2 separate regions of the Mus musculus genome follow, and region 1 is linked to region 2. A link is a contact called in public Hi-C data. All regions are on one chromosome and are shown on one strand. Each heading gives the region's core, a stretch centred on a gene start, on an enhancer-like site or on the middle of the called end of the contact. The rest is flanking DNA. Distances are from core to core; before and after follow the strand shown.

Evidence for each region. A called contact is a pair of places that touch in the nucleus more often than the background predicts.
Region 1: a contact with region 2 is called in a Hi-C map of the N1E-115 cell line, with 5 times the contacts expected there. The contact joins two enhancer-like sites. A contact is called at or near these places in 5 of 39 promoter capture datasets (cranial neural crest, embryonic stem cells, liver and 1 more), 6 of 484 Hi-C or Micro-C datasets (the N1E-115 cell line, cerebral cortex, nephron progenitors and 3 more), 2 of 115 datasets of contacts at active chromatin or transcription factors (differentiating embryonic stem cells and embryonic forebrain) and 1 of 9 other capture datasets (embryonic stem cells).

The regions. Positions count from the first base shown.
Region 1 is chr8:109,416,001-109,419,176 of GRCm38.p6, forward strand. It overlaps a transcript of Pmfbp1 not described here. Among named protein-coding and RNA genes, the nearest start is that of Gm35145, 44 kb to the right of the region's middle. Within about 2 kb of position 1,426, at least 67 of the 459 cell types and tissues checked have an H3K27ac peak or open chromatin away from gene starts, as enhancers often do. A contact at or near this core is called in the N1E-115 cell line, where this site is marked.
Region 2 is chr8:109,279,303-109,282,525 of GRCm38.p6, forward strand. No RefSeq gene overlaps it. Among named protein-coding and RNA genes, the nearest start is that of 4922502B01Rik, 31 kb to the left of the region's middle. Within about 2 kb of position 1,414, at least 7 of the 459 cell types and tissues checked have an H3K27ac peak or open chromatin away from gene starts, as enhancers often do. A contact at or near this core is called in the N1E-115 cell line, where this site is marked.

The DNA.
Region 1 (3,176 bases), core at 176-2,675, 140 kb after region 2:
ATTTGCGAGACGGCAGTGAACAGGAAGCCATTCTTATCACTAGATCCCTGTGTGGTGTGACAGCAGCTGGTTCCCCTGCCCTGCCAGCAAATAAGACCTCCAAATCCTCCCAGAGCGCGGCAGGTAGCATCCGTGTGCGGCAGAGCATTTAAATTCACTCGGCACTCCTCTGTAAAAGGCCACCATTGACCGGTACATGGCACTGCCAACCAACATCACCTAAACAGATGGAATAACTGCCAATGGAATTTGTGTTTTAATCACATTAATGTATTTGGCAGGGAGATCCACCTAAGTACACATTTCAAAGTCTGCCTTTGATCTGAGCCCCTTTGGGGCATTTTCCATGACTGATAAACTCCTCCTCTGAGTTCATAGACAAATGATGGAAATTGTGGGTTTTTTTTGGTTTTTTTTTTTTTTTTTTTTAAGAAAGGGAGAAGGAAGCCAGACACCCACGTCCCATCTGGCCTCTCCGTCTCTTGGGGGATGAGAAGCTCCGAGATTCAGGACATCTCACTCTCCTCTCACCTGCCTGGGCAGCTCCCTAAGAAGGGCTCCCTGAAAAGGACACTACTGCCCACCCAGTCCCTTCTCCCCCTTGAACACAGAGACACACATACATGCTTGATACAGAATCCACGGTCTCTGCGAGGCTCCTTCTGCTATTTTACAGACGCCTGTTTGGATGCTTGTGGAAAGCCTGCTGCCAACAGCTTCCCTCAGCATCTGCCCCTCTAGCCCATCACACATGTCTTGCTTAGCTTTCTAATATACCGTGATGGAAATCAGAAGCTGCGCTTTGAATGAAAACGCTCTAATTGTGCGATCATTCCTTCTAACTGTTCCACCGTGAGTCAGGCTCAGTACAGACACACAGACAAAACCAAGCCCTGTTGAACTTGGCAGTTTCCGCTCTTCCGGAGACGCAAAGGGCAGAAGGTCATAAGCAAAGTGTGATGGCTACTGAGGGGAAAAGCTGCTACATACAGATTCCCCGCTCAGACGCAGCTCCACCTTGCCTGCTCTTGAAATGGATCATCAGCTACGTCCCTTCCCCACTTAGGATAAAGAGATCTGAGGAGGTTTTTAATTCTCAGATGAATTTTCTTGTTTGTTTGTTTGGTGGATTTTCCCCCCTTCTTTCTCCTCCACAGAACACAACTAGCAAATGATTGGATCTTTGACAGAACAAAGGTATTTTTGATGGCTCTGTAATCTAGTGCGCTAATGTTCCCAGTCCCCTCATTGTCTTGCTGTCTGATCCTATCCCTTCTGCCAGACAGTCACTGCGGGATGAGTCACTTTTAATGTCTGATAATCAAGGTGAATTTTCAAAAAGCTGCCATTTTGGAATTATGCACTATATCCCAGTGTCAGGGACTAGAAAAGAAAGTGAAGGGATAAGGAAGGCTAAGATAGACACCTACTGTATGTTTGGAGAACTGCAGGACCCAGCCAACGTGGTACCAGATAAGATGTGTCTGGAGGGTCCAAGTCGATCAAGGCATACATGATGAGACAGAGACTATGTTAATTATAAATTAAAAATAACTTCTATGATAATGAAGATTATATGCACAGGAGAAAACGTCTTAGTTAAAACAGACTAGAAGGATAGAATTAAAACGCAGCCATTTGGGGCCATGGATTCTGTACCTACTGAATATATTGTGGTCTATTAAATAACCTAATACAAACTTAACATTTGAAAAAGAATAGAAGGGAATTGTAGTAGTCTCCGTGGAAGCTGTATTGTCTGCTGTCCTTACTTAAAGCGCTATCTGCTAAGAACATTACCTAGCTGATGAACACAGCCTCTCTCCAACCACGGAGATGAGATATTTCTAGAATCATTTAAAGAAATACCCACCCTACTCCCCAACAACAACAACAACAAACAAACAAACAAACAAAAAACCCACCAAGCCCAGTGAACTAGCCAGAGGGATGCTAAAAACCCAAGGCAAACAAAGGGTATCAGACACTCTTTCCGGGTTTTGGCTCTTCAAGTATAGGGTGGTCATTGTCTCCTCTGAGGTAATTAACTAGAGCCACGGCTCCAAATTGTAGACCTTGTTTTTCATTGTGGGCGTTGTGCTAAGTGGTGGGGTGGCTGAAGGAAGGCGATCTGAGCATAGCCCGCGAGTTCCGTTTATTATCTGGAGACGTGAGCACTATAAATAGAGCCAGGCTGTTTTGACTAGGGAAATGCTGTCCTCCTCACAGCCAGGGGATGCTGGGGAGCAGACGCTGAAGCTTCAAAGCTTTGTCCTGCTTTAGAAAAGCGTGAGGTTTTTCATGGCTGTTTCAGTGGCTGGTCGGAGAGTCTGCAGGCGCTTTATCTGTCCTGGGGGAAGGAAGAAATGGCATTTCAGAGGATGCTATTTTATACCTGTGATGGATGCTTACATGTGTTCTCCAACAGAGGCATCTAAATACCCTGGCATCCTCTGTGTACAAGTTGTATTTACAGATTATTACACTTATATTATCTACAGTGGTTACCACTAATCCTCTGTGTGTGTGTGTGTGTGTGTGTGTGTGTGTGTGTGTGTGTGTGTGTGTGTTGGGGGGGTAACAGAGAGACACACATATAAGCGCACACACATATGAGCACACATATGCTATAATCCCATAAAATGGCTATAAAATAGGCACATGAAGAAAATTTGTCGTTGCTGCATGGCTGTTATAGTGCACATAAAAGAAGATTTAAAAGCCAGAGAGTATTTGAGCTGTAAGCAAGTCCTTAGAGGTCATTTGGTACAGTCCTAATTGTAGTAAGATGGCAGAAAAGTGACTTGTCCTGTGACACTCAGTCAGAGGTCAGCAGGTGCCAGGCTAATGCCGAGGTCCTTTCTCTCAGCTCGGCACACATTTCTGTTGCCACGCACCCTCGGCAGCGTGGCTAGTCATGATTCCAGCAAAGACACCCGGAGGAAGAAAGAAAAACCCCCAGAGAGTCGCACATTTATAATCTTGAAATACAGGAATGAAATGAAACATAGTATGAATTAAAATTTTTTAAAAAAGCAAGATGGGAAAGAACATACATGTATCTGACAGACAGAACCTTCTCTACCTCAGCCAGCATTTGATACGAAGGCAGAATTGTCCTTATCTTACTAACAGAGACATTTGGAGCTGGCAAAGAAAGTGGGTGCTTCTGGCAC
Region 2 (3,223 bases), core at 164-2,663:
TGTTAAATTTCTGAGAGAAACACAGCGACACCTGTTGGGCGTGACCTAAACTACAGCCGTGGGAAAAGGCTTTCAGCCTACAAGAGCCATAAGAAACAGAGGACCCTGGGTAAAATTGTGGATTATCTTCCCTGGACAATTGAAAAATCTTTTTGTATCAAGGTATGATGTTGATCAAGCTCAACACATTACTCAGTGTTTGATAAGGAATTATTAAAGAAAATTAAATTTGTATGAAACACATCTTTTAATGAGATACACGTTTCTCACAATGGATGCCTCTGTAGATGAATTTTCCTGAACCAAATTGATTTTATTTGCTCATCTTCCTGTTTAAATGGCTTTTCCCTTTGGTTGATTGCTTGGCTTTTGTTTTTGAGGTGAATTTAACTACATAGAACAGGCTTGTTTGGAACGCCCTGTGGAACCCAAGTTAACCTTGAACTCGTGGTGTGCTTGCCTCAGTTTCTCAAGTACCAGGATTGCAGGCATCCACCACTTCAACCAATGGGAAGTGTGTGTGTGTGTGTGTGTGTGTGTGTGTCTGTGTGTGTGTATGTGTGTGTCTGTGTGTGTGTATGTGTGTGTGTCTGTGTGTGTATGTGTGTGTCTGTGTGTGTGTCTCTGTGTGTGTGTGTGTGTATGTGTGTGTGTGTGTGTATGTGTGTGTGTATGTGTGTATGTGTGTGTGCGAGTGTGTGTGTACATGCTTACTGATAAAATTGCTGAAACCTGTTGGTAAGCCATGCAAGTGGATAGAAATAAGAAAAGATTTATCAAAAGCATTACCATAATTCTTTTAAGTCCACTTTTGAATTACACACCAAAGAGATAGGCAAAGAACTATAAAGCTGCTTTTCTTATAGGATTTATTGTCTAGACCCGTGCCTGTCAGGAGTCATTAGTCACATGTGGCTATTGGAACTTAACTGAATTAAAATGAAATAAAGCATAAAAGTCCATTCCTTCCTTCTATTAGCCGTGTTGAGCTAATGGCTACGATGTTGAAATGTTGAGTGCAGACAGACACATCCGTCTTTGCAGGAGGTTCTGTAGGACAATGTTGATCATCTGTACAGTGAAGTCATCTTCCTTGGCAATTACTATTTTACGTACTGCAGTGTACTAAATAGGTACTATTTTCTATGCTGGGGTAAATATAGCGTGGTGTTTTTTAACTCCCTCCTCTCTCTCTCTCTCTCTCTCTCTCTCTCTCTCTCTCTCTGTGTGTGTGTGTGTGTGTGTGTGTGTGTGTGTGTGTGTGTACATATGCACCCCTGTATCTGAGTGTGATTGTGCACAAGCCATACCCTGAAAGCAGAGGTCAGATGCCAAGCTTGGGTGTTAGTGCTTATCCTTCACCTTGTTTGAGACAGGATCTCCCATTGGTCGCTGCTGTGTAGAGTTTGTGACAGGATCTCCCATTGGTCACTGTGTATAGTTTGAGACGGGATCTCCCATTGGTCACTGCTGTGTATAGTTTGTGACAGGATCTCCCATTGGTCACTGCTGTGTAGAGCAGGCCAGCTGGCCTGTAGTTTCTAATGATTCTCATAAGGGTACAAGGATTAGAGTCAGGTGGCTATATGTAGGTTCAGGAGCTCTGAACCAAGTTCTTGAATTTATACAGGTGATCTAACCACTGAGTCATATCCCCAGACCTGTTTTTTTTTTTTTCATCTTAATAGCCATATTATCATACCTGAAAATTCAGTTGTTTGCCTGTTTTTGCTCACCTTTATGTTTTAAGTTTTTATTTATTGATTTATGTAGCTCTGTTCATTTTACTCTGGAAGGAATACCCACTGTACAAATATACTGTTATCCGTTTTCTCACAGGGATAGATTTTTCCATTGTTGTTTTTACAGTAATGATGCTCAGAAATTCCTGCTATTACCTCCCCAACCCCATGTGCAAATGTCTGTAGGATATAAACACAACTATTGAATGTCTAGGCTATAGGATATTTCCATCTTATTCAGTAGATAATATCAAATTGTGTTTAAAAGTGACTAGACTATTCTACACTCAGATTGTCAGCATTTATGAGTTTTGAGTTAATCATGTATTATTTTTTAAATAAAGTTGGCTATACCCAGCAGAAACAAACAGAAGTATGGTAATAGCTCACAAAAGAAATACCTTTATGTAGCTAAAATGTAGAGAGTCAGCGTAGAGAGTAAGGGGTTGGGGGGGATCCTGATCTTGGCGCTTTTTTCTCGCACTTTCTCGATGTGTGGTCTGTCGCTTCCTTGTCTAGGGAAGCTGTTTAGTTTCCAGCCTTTGTGTTTGCATTTAGTCACTGAGGGGGAAGAAGAGAGAAACAGCCTTATATTCTTCTTCTTGACAATAAGGACATTTCCTAGAACTTGAGAATTGATGTATGCTTGTAATCTGTTAGCTAGATCTTCATCAAACGGGCACAGCTTCGGAAGCAGTTCAACAGCAGCTAGCTGTCTGCCCAGGCAACACTCAGTGCGCTTGCGTGGTTGCTTGGTTGATTGGTTGGCTGGTGTTTCGTTTTGTTTTGCCTAGTACAGAAGTTCAGAAAGATCGGGGAACAGAAACCACACCTTTCCTCTCTGCGCTTTCCTCTCTTTGTCCTGCCTGATCTTCTTCTTGCTCCTCGTAGTCATGTTAGGTCTCTGGAGGGGACGGGGAGGTGTCAGAAAGCTGATTCCGCATTCCTTCTCAGCAGAAGGCCCCTGATAAGGTGTTGTCCTCGCGTGGGTATGATGCTAGGTCTAGCATCTACTCTGATCTCACCAGAGGCTGAGTTACTGTTTTCCTATCAATAGGCACTGTATGGGAGTAGATGGTTTGAGGCTTTCTCGCCAACTTTCCCTCCATTCATTTTTGCAACCGTAAATGACTAGCCTACTTCACCACTCTTATTTTGCTACTCAATATTTTATTGTTGAAGATCTTTTCTACCCCATTCTGTTTGTTTATGTATGTTCATAAATAACTAATTTTATTTTTTATTTTTTAATTAAATGTATTTATTCCCTTTTTATTTTATACATTTTAATCTTTTAATATCGTTTTTTGATGTTCAAATGGCCCTAGATCTTTCAAGGGGGTTTCCTTTAGCTGTGTCTTTTAGATATAACTCAGCATGCTTTAAACATTTCCTTAGTTGCTGAGGTAATACATTCAGCAGTTGAGGGGGACAGACAGGTAGACCTCTGTGAGTTCAAGGCCAGCCTGGTTTATATAGGG